Linked DNA regions of Strix aluco: region 2 is linked to region 1. A link is a contact called in public Hi-C data. All regions are on one chromosome and are shown on one strand. The core of a region is the stretch at or near the end of the contact, and the rest is flanking DNA. Distances in the headings are between cores, read along the strand shown.

Region 1 (6,888 bases), core at 2,874-5,373:
AATTGCAGATTTAATCCTTTTTTTTATTAGTCTCATTTCAAATGTCAGTGATATTTACATAATAGGATGGAAACAGAAGTCAGTGAGGGGATTGGTAAGCAATGAATGATTTATTAGAGATTCCGTTTGGTGTACTAGTCCAAAACAAACAAGGCAGAACATATGGCTAACTTATTTTCTGTTTGTATGTAATAAAAGATGGACGCTAATACCTCCCAGCCTGATTTTTAATCACATATATTTGCTTTTCAATCTAGTTTTAAAATGGAACGTCTATAAAGCAATCCCTAAAGAGCTTACGATGAGAATCTGGCAGAAAAGATTATCTGCTTGTGCCACATGAGCAGAGAAGCAACCAAGCACTGCGAATTAGCCTGTGCTGTAGAGGCTGTAGGTAATTCTCCCTCAAAACTGCTCACAACATCTAGCTGCTTTGCCTCATTCCTCTGTTGTGTTTCCCTCGGCACTCTGTCTCCATGAAAAATTCCTGCTGGTCTCTAGAAATGCTTTGCTCTTGAAGAGCAGGGTAAGGCTTCCCGTTCCTTCTGATGGAAGGTTCAAAGGACAGAAATTATCACAAGAATCCCCTTGGAGACTTGCCCTCACACTCATCCTTCTGCAAAGCAGGCAATGCCCCCTCCTCCCCAGCCACCCCAGCAGGGCCCAGGGCCAGCCAAAAGCCCATCTGCCTCTTCTCCGGGGCACTGAGGCTCAGTGGGGGCCCAAAGCCACCTGCCCAGTGCCATCATGGGGGTTGTGTGCCCTCCTGATGCAGCATCTGCCAGCCCTTCTCCCTGTCTGTGGCTTTCTCGGCACTCCAGGAAAGAGCAAACATCTCCATCTCCATTACCTTCCTGGCCCCAGCAATATGTACTTCCCCACACCTTGCCCCCCTGCTACAGAGGCCCACGAGTACCCCCCCCCCCCCCCCCCCAGTCCCTGAGAGCATCCTATACTGATGGTCTACACTGTGCGAGATGTTACTATGGAAACATTTACGTCCTCCCTGTCTTTTGTGTATTTAATAACATAGCATTCAGCATGTTTATGTCCTGTATACTTGCTGGTGGAAGAAAACCTCTTTTCTTTTGCAACGTTAACTTTAAAAGAAAAAAGAAAGAAATAAAGCCCATATATTGACCTTCCATCTTAATGAAGGAAGAGGGTGAATGGAGGAGGATTAGTTTTCCTCCTCCTGGTGCTGCTGTTTGGCCAGAGGTGGCTTTCTGCAGTGCTGCATTTATCAGGGCAGTTCATCACTTCCCAACAAGGTCACTTTGGCCTCTATCCTGCAGTGAGCTTTGCACAAGCAGCTCCTTTTGCCTGCGGCTGGCCCCTCTCTTCTGGGTCGGGATGGATCTTACTTATTACAGGAGCTCTCTTTACTGAGAGGTATGGTATCCAGGGCAAGCAAATAACACCCACGGTGCTAAAGCTGTTAATGTGTCAGCAGCAGTTCATTGACCATGCACACAAATTAATCTTCATTCAGAAGCCATCTTTTTGTGCTGTAAATTTAATTTTCTTCAGAGCTGCCAGACTTCTCAATCTCTGAGCCACAAATATATTCTGTAATACTGGAAAGGAATGCTTTTTAGACATTTCTGAGTTAGTAGCGGGTAGTTAGTAGTTCTCTCCTTAGAAAATACTTGTAATTTTTTTTGTACAAAAATTCATAAAGAATTGTTACTTGAGCTTAAAGAAGTGTCTTCTACCTTGGTCAAAAACTCTAGCCACAAAGGAGAAACCTCTGACATAATACGTGCAAATGCAGAGAGACGATTTATAAAGGAATTGGGGATATAGCTCATGGCATTATGTAACAACAATAATTCTGTAGTCCTTCAGCAGACAGGGAAAAATATGCTGTTCACTAAATGGCTAGCTTCTGGTTACTTGATTTCACTTTTTGGATAGGGGATTGTTAAAAAATTTCTGTCTGGAGCTTGTAACACAGACAAATTTCCACATAAGTTTACACACAAAATGGAAACCAGGCAGCTAGGAAACAGGCATATCTGGATTAAGTTCCTCAATGCATATTTCATTTTTGCTTGCGTGATTCTTGCTCACACATACCCAGAGTCCTTTCAGAGAAATCTATAATTATCTGTTCAAGATGAAGGATTGGGTGTGTATAGCATTTCTGTTTATTTAGCTATGATTACAGTTGTACAATCACTCTTTTCACTTAAAGGAGGGGCAAGCAGGCACGGCAGGGGATGTGAGAGCTCTCCCTTAGCCAGTGAGGACATGGAGATGCTGTCCACCCATCCACCCAGCCAATCACCTACTTGGCTTCTTTAAAAGCTGCCGCATCCTCTAAATTTTCCTTTGAAGCAAGATCTGCCTGCTCTGTGGTGTATTTATCAGAACAATCATCTTAGATCGCTCAGTTGCTACTGTAATGTTTTCTGGTGTTGGAGGACATTTTTCACTGCCTCCTCCATTTTAATGAGTCATTCCAAAATCTGTGCTTGCTTCTAGACAAAAAAAAAAAAAACAACCAAACAACAAAAAACCCCCAACAATCCAATATGGAGGAAAAATTGCCTTTTTCATTCAGCAGCTAGTGTTCAGTTTACAGATTGGTGATGGTAACATCAGACTGCTACAAGTAGAAACTGGGTCACGCCCATCCTCACAAATTATCAGTCGTTTAATAAATTCCAGACAGTTACACATGAGCAAACTCAGTGAAGGCCATGGCTTTACACAAGTGCTACTGAGGCCCTAACTGGAAAATAGTGGAGCCTTTTGCAGAAGTAGTTGAGAGCAATTTGACCTGCAGGACGATGATGTTTGAACAAGCAAGGACCCACCGAAGTTCTCAGAGCTGATGGTATGCTGTGGGGTTGGCAACGTTGAAAAGCAACCATTTGAAGCCGGGTAACTCTGACACGGTGAGGAAGCACACAGGCACCGATCCTCCCAGCTCACCAGAGCCGGCTGATGCTTGTATGACCCAAATGAAATGATGAAGGGACTGAAACCAGCAGAAAACTGTTGACCTCCGAGTTTCCTGCTGGGTTAGCTGGCTGAGCTGGCTCACTGAGGGCCAAAGCAGCTGGTGGAACTGTATAGCAAGGAATAGGGTGGGGGAAGAGGGCTGCTTCCTTTCCTAGCAGCAAGTTGATTTAGATCAGATAAAAAATGTGAAACTGCACTTTAAAGACTTTCCAAGGTGACACTGGCCTTTACAGCTGTGAGGCTATGTAGGTGATCCATTAATGCTCACATCAGTCTGAGTAATGCCTGCACAGAGAACCCAGAAGCAACTGTGTCAGCGTGAAGCCGCATGGCAGGAGGGGAAGTTCTCATTCATCAGCTGGGGAATAACCAACTTCATTTTCAGCTCTTGCATAGGTTGAAGGCACTAATTAGACTCATGCTCTCGGCTGCTCAGCAGCACAGCTCTCCAGTGAAACTCTGCATGAACCACCGCAGGTCGATACCTCACCATGGCTGCTGTGAAGCCGGCAGGCTCAGCTCAGAGATGTCCTCGTGCACACAAACACACAGCCCGTGCCCCGAAGCAGACATAATCTGAGCTCTGCATGTGTGGGGCAGGCAGGGAGGGAAGGCGAAGCTGCTCTGGGCTGACACGTTATCTGAGAGAGCAGGAGGCCATGGTGGCCCGCCACCTCAGTGCTGCAAGGGAGCCATGCCAGCCCCTTGGCCTCAGCAGCAGCTGCCAGCTCCGGCCTGACCTCAGCAGGTCTTTGTGTAGAGAACAAAGGGGGCCGTTGGAAATTAAAGGGGGAACACTCGCTTCTTCGAGAGGGACAGGTTAGTGAAGGCGCAGAGTTGCGATGCTGGCGCAGCGCCTTCTCCCCCCCCCCCCCCCCCCGCCCAGGCGCCATTTCTCTGCCCAGGTGCATCTTCTCGCCCCCCTCCCCCTCCCCTCAGCATCTGGCCTCCTTCGGGCCCTGGCCAATGACAGCCCACAGCGCACGTGAGCGGCTCGCCTCTAGCCAATGAGCGCCCGCTTCCCACGTGGCGATCTACGTGCTGCCGCCTATGCGAGCGCCCGGCTTTGTTGGCGGTTGAACCCCCCCCGCTCCCCGCGGAAGGGAGCGTCCTCAGCCGCTCCGATCACGTGACGCGCCTCTCCTTGGAGGGAGGTGGCTGGCGCGGATATACACCATATAGTCCCTCGGCTGCTGCTCCATCCTGGCAGGGTAGCTTTTGTCGATGGTTCCTGCGTTTAAACCGTGGCAGAATGGCAGGAGAGAAGCACTGAAAGATAAGCTACAGGCCGGCGGGCGCTGCGAGAGGCAGGTGACGTGTGGCGGAAGGACACCTCACAGCCGGATCTTGTTTGGCTTAAGGCGGCTCCTATAAAAGGCGGCGCGCGGGAGGCGTCACCCCATTGTGTGTCTGTTGCTGAGAGAGTATTGGTGTTTGTGTCTGTGCGCAGCACCTTCCCGCGCGGCGCGGACCGGAGCAGCCTCCCCTCCCCTGGCCGCCATGGCTCTTTAAGGGCGGCGGGGCCAGCGGCGGCATCGGCCAGTGCAGCAGGCGCAGCAGCAGCGGCGGCGGCCTCAGCACATCCCCGGCACCTGCAACCATGGCGTGAGTATCGTGTGTGAGGGATGAGTATTCCCTCTCCTGTGTGTTAGTAGTCGCTCTCTTTTACCCTTTAAATGGGCTTCGGGGGCGGGTTTATCACCCTCACGGTAGTGGATGGTATCTCTCGGGAAAAAAGTACCTGGGTAATAAGAATGGAGGGGGGGGAAGGGGTGGGATCCTTGTGTGGCTCAACCTCCCCGGGGCGGCGGGTGTCAGAAATGGCAGGAAATGCCATTTCAGAAGAAATACCGAGAAATTTCTGTGTCTTACAGCGTTCGAGAAAAGTCAGATACCCAAAACTTGGTATTTTCCCATACTGTGGGATTTTGAGGGGAGTAAGATTAGTACATTCCTTCGGGGGGGTGGGGGGGGAATGTTCTTGACCCCTCGGGGTGAATGCTTTTGTAGCTGACCCAAAAGGGGGCATTGGAGGCATAGGGGTTCTGAAAGTAAGAGTACCGTTTGGTATATCGTCCCGAGTAGATAAGCGGGGACTGTTCATAAGCTGGCAGTGGTACTGTAATTCTTTAATACTGTAGCGTTAAGCCTGCCCTGATGATCTGGAGGGGGTTTCATAACCTTCAGGAAACTCTAGTAAAACGTGTTGCGTGTGACACTCTGTTCGGTTTCTTACCCAAACGCCCCCATTTGTAAGTCAACTCATTTCAGAGGTCTGTTGTCCTTTTCCACCTCGTCTCTATCACCGATGTGCGGTGTTTAGCGCGCCTCCGCCCTGCAAAGCCTCGGCGGCAGCCTGAGCCGCCCGGTGCTGGAGCCCCGGTGGAAACGTGGCAAGCTACAAAATGGCGGCCGCTGCCGGGGTGGGGAGAGAGACGCGGCAGGATCACGAAATGGCTGCGGCTGCTGGCGTGGGTGTGAGTCACGGCAGCGGGTGGGTGGGGCCGGCGGCCGCCGTGCCCATCTTTGGGCATGAGGAAGCAGCGGCCCTCGGCGGGAGACTCGCACCTGGAGCCTGCGGCTGCCGCTGGCGAGCCTGGAGCAAGGAATTAAAGCGCAAAGATGTGTTGCAGGCAAACGGCACGGAGAAGTCGTACGAGTCTACAGAGTGCCACAATGCTTCCTGAAGTGGTATTGCTTTTAAAAAGCTGTTGAACGAGTACTGATGAATTAAAGTTTTATTTGCAGGTTTTTCAAGGCACTGCACAGCAGCATTGCTGTAGTCGACAAAAAGACCCTCTACTTGTCTACATCCTTCGACATCAAAGCGTTAAAAACTGACGAAGATGAGCCTCTTGAACAACGAGATGCTGTTGGGGGATTCATTATCCCCCTTCAGCCAGCCGTGTTCGGTGGCTGAGGAAAGTCTGGGACTCCTAGATGACTACCTGGAGGTGGCCAAGCCCCTCAGTTCGCATGGGTTCTCCAGCGACAAGGCTAAGGCAGTCTCCTCCAATTGGCTTGCTGTGGACAGTTTAGGCAACACCATAGATAGCAGCCAGGGTAAGGTATTACTTATTTGCATAAAATGTGTCAATTAATGGCACATAATACATTTAGTAACCTTCTGATTAAAACATTAAATTGCTAGGTTTTCATAAATCTGAAGGGCAACCTCACATGCATACCTCTGCTTGGAAAGCGTTTGTAGTACATCTCTTACACAATACAGAATTGCTGGTTACTGGACAGGCGTATGGTAAAGTGACACTTCTGTGTTCTTTTAATAACATACCAGCTGTTATGGTACTATTCCCTGGCAGAGGTCACAAGAAACAAGCCTGCCTGTATGTTTCAAATGGCCATGAATTCTAGTGGTGGAGTAAGAGGGATGGAATGTCTGGACAGCTGACTGCTTGCATAGTACCCTGTAGTCTTCTGCAGCTGAGTGGCAGGGGATTTCTTTTGCTGATGGTTTTTGTACCAATATAAGAGATAGGATGTTAAAAGATCATATTCTAGATTGTTTTCAGAAGCTTGAGTTGCATTGGTTGCTGGTTTACTGAAATGGTCATTTTCTTATTGCATAGAGGATGCCTTCTCTGGCATGGAGTGGATGGTGGAGAAGATGGATCTGAAGGAATTTGACTTTGATGCCCTGTTAGGTATGGAACATCTGGAAGCCACCGTCTCACCAGACGAGCTGATGGCCACGTTGGAAGACACGTGTGATCTCCTATTTAACTCTACCATCCAGGAATTTCACAACAAAGAACCTCCACTGATAACTGACCTAATCACCCATCTCCCCGAATCTCCAATTGGAGCAGATCCAATGGCCCCACTGGCTTCCCTTTGGTCTTTTCCCCTTTCCCCAGGGTCTCTGACTTCCACTCCAGACCATTCATTTAGTTTAGA
Region 2 (6,888 bases), core at 1,992-4,491, 410 kb after region 1:
GTGGATGAAAAAATGCAATTTCACTAGCCAATTTGGTCCCATTTTTCAACAGAAGTGGCAATGGCAGAGGTACGAAAAAAATAGGAAAAACTATTTTGTTCATAAATATTTGGACTTTATAAGAGCCAGAAACTAGCCTGGGAGCTGTGATCCCCCCAAATCCAGAGGTGAGCCCGGGTGGGAAATTCCAAGTCATCCACTGTCATTTCAGACAAACCAACAAAATCTGCTTGCTTTCTGCAGTTCAAATTTGTTCCATAGCATGAAACTATAGGAACAATGGAGCGTGGTATCTTTTGCTCCTCTGAAATGAAAATGTCTGGTTTCCCAGGCTATGCAAAATAAATCACGTTGTTTCACCTTGCTTTCCATGTCCTGCTACTAGCGCACCAAAACTCTGAGCAAAACATATGAAGGAAAACCTGCAAAGGAACACCAATAAGGGGAAGGGGAATCTAAACAGAGATATTATTATGTTTTTAATTATGGCAAAGACAAGGTCAGCATCTTGGACATATCCTTCTCTCCCAGTGCATGCAACCTGTACTCAGTATATTAGTGATTTCTGCTTACACCAAGAAAAATACATGTGGATACAGACAGGATATAGACAGTTGCTACTCAGTGAATAAACAATGAGGAACAGAGGCAAGGTGCATCCCCAATTTATACTACTATTTCATACTGAGCTATACAGTGCCTTTTGCATTCCTTAAAGCACTACAGTAACAAGGATGTATATATGCAGCATGAAGTCTTATTCATATTAATGGGGCTCTTTTCCCCCACAAACCAATGTAAAAATCAATTACCATTACTGAATGGGGAGGCCACCAAAAGATTCACCGCTGTTTACTGACTTGTGTAGCCCGAGTTCACATGGATCTTGTCTGCTGTCCGTGCCAGCAGCAGACACGGTTTTGCTGCGTTGGCAGCTGTCCCTCCTCGTGATGACTAACCTGTGAAGGGTTCTATGGCTCTTCCAAGACAGACTGTGTTTTCACTGAATACCCATAGACCTGTTTGCTAATGACAGGCACATCACATCTGTACAGCTCTCTCTCCAGCATCAAAACAGTATTTTCAGCTGCTCCACTATTTTGTTGATCAGGTTGTAACAGGATTCTCTGGAGGAGATCAGATGAAAACATTGCACTGGCATGCAGCCCTGGGTGAGGTCAGAAAGTGACAGACACTAAGATAACAGCAGTCTTCAAAAATACTGGAGAATAGGGAGAATGAGAGTGAGCATATAATTTTGTACAAGCAAGGATAGTCCCTCTCTCCTCCTAGTTTATCCTCCACAAGCTTTATTCCATATATTCCCCTCAGTGCTTTGTCTCCCTGTCAGTTTCAGCAACTTACATGCTCCTCTGGCCTTGCTCTTCCACTCCCCTAATCCTAAACCCTTCTTTGTTCTGTGTAGGTCCTGGTTATACACCTCCCATTTTCCTCCTTCCCTTTCTGAGATCCAGCAGTCCCCGGGGCTAATATTGTTACACCTCACTCCCTGGCTTCACATCAGCTCCCAGGAAAGTGTCCCCTGGCCAGCTCCTGCCTCAGTCTCCCACTGCCTCATCCCCTCAGCCATTTGTGGCTTAGCCCACTCCATAGATACCGAAGATCAGTATTGTTTTTAACAATTACATTTATGAATGATACTGTAGTCCTTACAGAACTGTTTTTCAAAGGTTTTCCTCATTGCTATTCACAGCTGCCATCTGAAAATTATAAAAGTCATTTTCAGCATAGAGAGCCTGCACAATGTAGATATTCTGGACCGAGCTCCCAGAAGCACCTCAGCCTTCAAAGCCCGAGGCCTGGTTCCAAAAAAACCTGCAGCTGGCTCTCAAATCATGAAGGGCAAAACGTCACATCACGGAAGCTGATGGCCAAGCTCCTTTCAGCCCTAATGAACGCCAGATTCCACCCGTGTAAATGTAAAAGATGTGTCAGCTGGGTAATCAGGCAGCCCAGATCACTAGCCACCCCCAGGCGACCCTGAGGCCGCCGGGAACTAGCCTCCACAGCTTAAGGTAAGCCCTGAGGGAACATAGAGGCGGGCAGGAGAGAGCTGAACCATAACCCTCCCCCACCTCCGTGTGCGGGGACAGAGAGAGACGCACGCGGCAAGGTGCGAGGCCGAACCGTGCTGCCGCCAGAGCCGTTCTGACGGGACCGGTGGCCCCTTCCCCCCACCCCCTTAACGGCCGCGGCGGCGCCTCGCGGGCCCCCGTCACGTGCGCAACTGCCCGGGCCACGTGGGGTCCGGCAGGCACGCAGCATCGCCCCGCCGCACCCACCGCTTCACACGGCCCGGTACCTACCTCCCCGCCCCCCTCCCGCGCTCTAGGGAGATTGACAGCGAGATGAACCAATCAAAGGCACCTCCTTCCCCTCCCCTCCCCGCGCGGCCACGCCCCCACCTACGGTTGCTGTGTCATCCGGCGGGTGACATCAGGGGCGGTTGCCAGTTGGCTGAGGAGGCGTCTGCTTCCCTCCAATGGCCTCGCGAGCCTCACGACTGACATCTTCCTTACCCAATAGTTGTTTCAGGGCGGGCGTGTCCGTGAAGGTAGGGGTGGAGCAAGGGGTAAAAGTCGTTGGGGACAGCAGGGACTGTGGCGTTATTGCCGTTCCGCAGCGGGGGCGCCTGGCGCCGCTGAGCGGTGACGGCAGTGACTGTACAAGTTATCGCATGTGGCTGTCACAGCCCTCCGCCCCTGGGGCCGGCAAATGAAGTAGCACACTGACGTAGCCTCCCCTCCCGCCTCGGCTGACGAGGGCCCCAGCACCGGCCGCCAAGGGGAGCAGCTCGGTGGGCGGGTCTTTGCGCTTGTATGGTGTAACGGGCACATCCATTCCCTAATGGTGTCCGAGGGTGCAGCTCGCAACCCAATCCGTAGTGCGGAAGGGCGGGGCAAGTAGGGGCGGGCGAGCGGGTGCCCCGTTTAAGGGGCAAATCTCACAGCCAACTGGCAGAAAGGAAGAAGGGGTGGAAGCCACTGAGGGTTGCAAGGGGGGCAATGTTAACCCATGACAGTCAGCAAGTGCAGCCAATCAGTGAGGGAGTAGCGACGCGACAGCCCAATTAGAAGCGCTGAGAGGCGGGTGTTCCGCTGTGATTGACGTGGGCCGTGGCTAATGGGCGGAGAGATCCCAGAGGCTCTTCCCAATAGGCAGCGTGTAGGGGTGGAAAGGGGAGCGGAGGAAGAAGACAAGCAGACGGAGTGACCAATCAGCGTGGGGGTCGGCGGGGCGCCGTCCAATGGGCGGTACGAGGGGCGGTGCGGGGGCGTGTCTCGGTGTGTTTGGGTTCGTGCTCCTCGGGGGAGGGAGACGGCGGCGAGGAAAGTTTTTTTTTTTTTTTTCGGTGGGGTTTTTTTGGAGGGTGGGGGGACGTTTTTCGCAGCTTCTTCGCGTTTGTTTCCTGGGCTCGTGTTTACCGGGCGGGCGGGCGGAGCCGCTCCGGCACTGAGAAGAAGGGGGCTCAGTGCACCGCGACGGCGCCTCAGCGGTGAGTGCGGGACAGGCCCCCCCCCTCCCTCCCGTTCCCCCCCCCGCGGGCGGAGAGGGGGAGGGCGGGCGGGCGGGCTGCGGGCCTCCCTCAGGGCCCTTCCCGCCCTCAGGACCCTCGCGCTGCCTGTGAGGGGGCCTTTGGCGCCGAGCGCGCGCGCCCCATCCCCCCCTCCCCGAGCTGCGGTGTCCTGGGGGGGCCGGGCCGACAGGAGGGCCCCCGAGCGGCGGCTCAAGGGCGCCGGTGCTGCTGCTACTCCCCCTCCTCCCCCTACCGCCTTCCACCCCGGCGAGCCCCTGTCCCGGGGCAGAGCCGGACTCCCGCCGCCCCCCTCCCCGCCGCCCGCCTCACGTGCGGCTGCGCCCTGCCGCCGCCGAGGGTGTCCCCCCCTACGTACCGCCGCCCCCTCCGGTTTTCCCGACAGGGCCTCGGCGGGAGGCGCGGGCGGTCCCAAGGCCGCTGCCCGGCGCCGTGGTGCGCAGCGCGGTGCGCTGGGCTGGCTGCCGGGGCCGGGGAAGAGCCGCCCGCCCGCCGGCTCGCCCGGGCCGGGCAAAATCTACAACGGCGGAAAGACCCCGAGGAGCCTTTTTGTGGCTGGGGAGAAACGTGTGGCTTTTGTGTGGTGTGGGGACAGTCCTGAGGTTACGTTGATACCACTACAAACCGCACTGGATGTGTTGAACATGATGCTAGTTAAAATGCGTGTATGTGGGCGGGAGGAGTGACCGTGCTCAGAGGTGTGTCCCAGGCAGGGGAAAAAAAAAAAAAGTTTCACGAGCTGTTTGTAGCAAAATGAGCGAATGTTTGTTTCTGGAGACACTTCACCGGCTGTGGATACCGCTGCTTGTATAGCATGGTGTCTTGCATGCTCAAATCTGCTTTATGGGAAATGCATGTAAGGGTATCTACTACAGGATAGAGCTAAGGCTTGTTGAATAAAACCAAGGTTCAACGAAGTGTTTTCCTAGCTAAAGTAGACATGCTTACTACTGTAAACGGTACTTCATTTTTACATGTTGAACATTTCACTAACCTGAAGAATATTTGTTAAGTCTTTCCATAAAGTTAACCTTTTTTTTTTTTTACAATCCGTAATTACAAAATAATGACTTGTTAGGTTTCAGTGTCACATTTTTATACTTTGCAAAAACTGTGAATCTTCCTGAGAAATAGTAGGTAGATCTTTGGGATTTGTATAGCTCTGTATTTGAAAGGTCTATTTTACTTAGTATTTTTCAGTAATACTGCTACCCAGATGAACTGGATTTTAGTTTCTGCTACACGTGTTATAGAGGTAATAGTGTAGATTCGCAGGGTTATTAAATACATGCACGAATTCAAGCGGCTTTATAGTTAGTTTGTCTAAACTGAAGTTGCTCAGCAATTCCTTCCTCTCCTGTGGTACCTCTCTCTAATGGTACAGATTCCTTGGAACATGCACGCTGTTGAGAAGCTATGTAAATGCTCTCATCTGCTGCATTTACCTGAGGTCCTGAAGTTAACAGTTAGTGCAGGGACTGCCATGTAGATGTATCTCAGGGAGTGGTTTGTAAGGGTGACTTTTCCCCTGTGTATAACTAAGTTGCAGGTAAAACTAGTCAATCCTGCAGTGAGAAAAATTGAGGCTGGGGAAGGGGGAATGGAGCCCAGAGCAGTAGTAGCAGTGTGTTTAGCTTTGCTGCTGTGATGTTCTGGGAGCAACAAAGTGCATGCACATCTTTCTTTGTAGAAACTAGGTGAGGCTATCATTATACCTTTTACTTTCATCTTGGTTAGCTATACTGCGTGTACATGTTTTTTGAATATATAATTTTATGTAACTATATGTATGTATAGAATCAGCTTAGACATTTCAGTGCTAATTGGTAAAATTCTGATGTGCATACTTCTTTTGTGAACTTGGTTTCTGTTTTCTCATAATGTTGTTGTTGGAATACTTAGTAAAGGGAATTGCTTCACTCCTGTAATGTGTACTGGGGAAAAATTAATTACTAAACAGTGTCTCTTGATTAGGCATCCTTATGAATTGGTGCGTTACTGCAGTTTCTGTATAGCTGCAAATTTAGCTGGAAATCTAAGCTTTCATTTAAATAATAAGCTCAAATGTTTGGAAATAAAAATCTTGAAACTGTGAATCAAAAAAAAAGCTTCGTCTACCAGAGTTTATGTGATTAAATAGTCCAATAAAAAATTTAGGTAGAATGTGTGTCATGGCTTTGCTTGGTGTTGAGTGTTGGATCATTAAAACTTGATGTTGGAGGATGACTTAAAGAAGAGAGAGCTTCAGGGAAGAATTTTGTGTAGTTCTGAGTGTATTTCACCTTAGATCTGCCTCTTGTTGTAGGAAGTAGGAAATTAGAAATAAATTTGTTTTGCAGAAATAATGCATAATATACATCATATATAGAGATAGCCGCATCTAGAGTGATGGGATGAATAGCTGCATCCAGAATGATGGAAAGAATTAGAGGACTGTAGAATAAGTAAGTTGAAAATATGTTTAAATGGGGTTTGTTCTCTTGGGTTTTTGAGTGGGGTTTTTTTGTTCAGGTTTTTCTTCCAGTAAAGCTGGTATATTTCTGCTTGCAGAAGAGATTGGTTTTACAATTAAGCAGTATGAACTGGAGATCATAGAATAAGTCTAAGGAGCTTAGTTATTGACTTGAATGAGTTTATTAATAGTCTACTTAATGGTTCAGTTACTTTATTCTCCATTTTCTGCAGAATGCTTGGATGCAAAGTGTCTTGTCCTAGTCACTTATTGCTATTATCATGTTTATTTTCTCAGAATGTCCTTTTATACACAGATCTTGTCTGGCTTGTGCAATAATAGTAATAATAACGATTAACAGTCATTTTTTCAGCATCTTTGCAATGGCTTTCCTCAGTAATTGCTCTCTAGTGCTGCTATTAGATTCACAAATTCTGTCTATACTGAAGATTTACAAATTCTGCAGTACTTCTACTTAGAGTGTACCTTACAGTTTACAGCCATTCAGTTCTTTATTATTAGATTTTATTTTTCACTCAGCCTTTTTCTGTGTATAAATTCTGGATCAGTAAATGTGTCACTGTGAAGAACTGGCATAGTTTGTCTTCATATTATAAATTAAGCATATTTAGCACATAGGTAAGGGGGGGAAGTATCTGATACTAGCAAATATATCCCAGTGGTGTTCTTTTAACTTAAATGTTTTCTGTCACCTCAGTGCTTATAAAATGTGTTTGCCTGAATTATCTCTGGAATTGCTTTTAATGATCTGTTTGTTGCAATTTCAGAAATTTTACTTGTGAAATGTTATGCTATCTTGGGGAAAGAATATCAAGAAGATGTCAGTCTTCAGTACTAATAGCAAGAACTTGGCACAGAG

What was found. Hi-C and Micro-C count contacts between places; a contact is called where the count stands out from the background.
Region 2: a Hi-C map of brain shows a contact between it and region 1, with 6 times the contacts expected there. The contact joins the promoter of TNRC6B here to the promoter of ATF4 in region 1. A contact is called at or near these places in 2 of 2 Hi-C or Micro-C datasets (brain and heart).

What each region holds. Positions count from the first base shown.
Region 1 is chr5:31,247,666-31,254,553 of bStrAlu1.hap1, forward strand. ATF4 (activating transcription factor 4) reads left to right here and starts at 4,124. Exons shown (of 4, transcript XM_074826698.1): 1 at 4,124-4,277; 2 at 4,421-4,575; 3 at 5,719-6,033; 4 at 6,561-6,888. The coding sequence starts at 5,817.
Region 2 is chr5:31,660,208-31,667,095 of bStrAlu1.hap1, forward strand. TNRC6B (trinucleotide repeat containing adaptor 6B) reads left to right here and starts at 3,242. Exons shown (of 27, transcript XM_074826726.1): 1 at 3,242-3,517.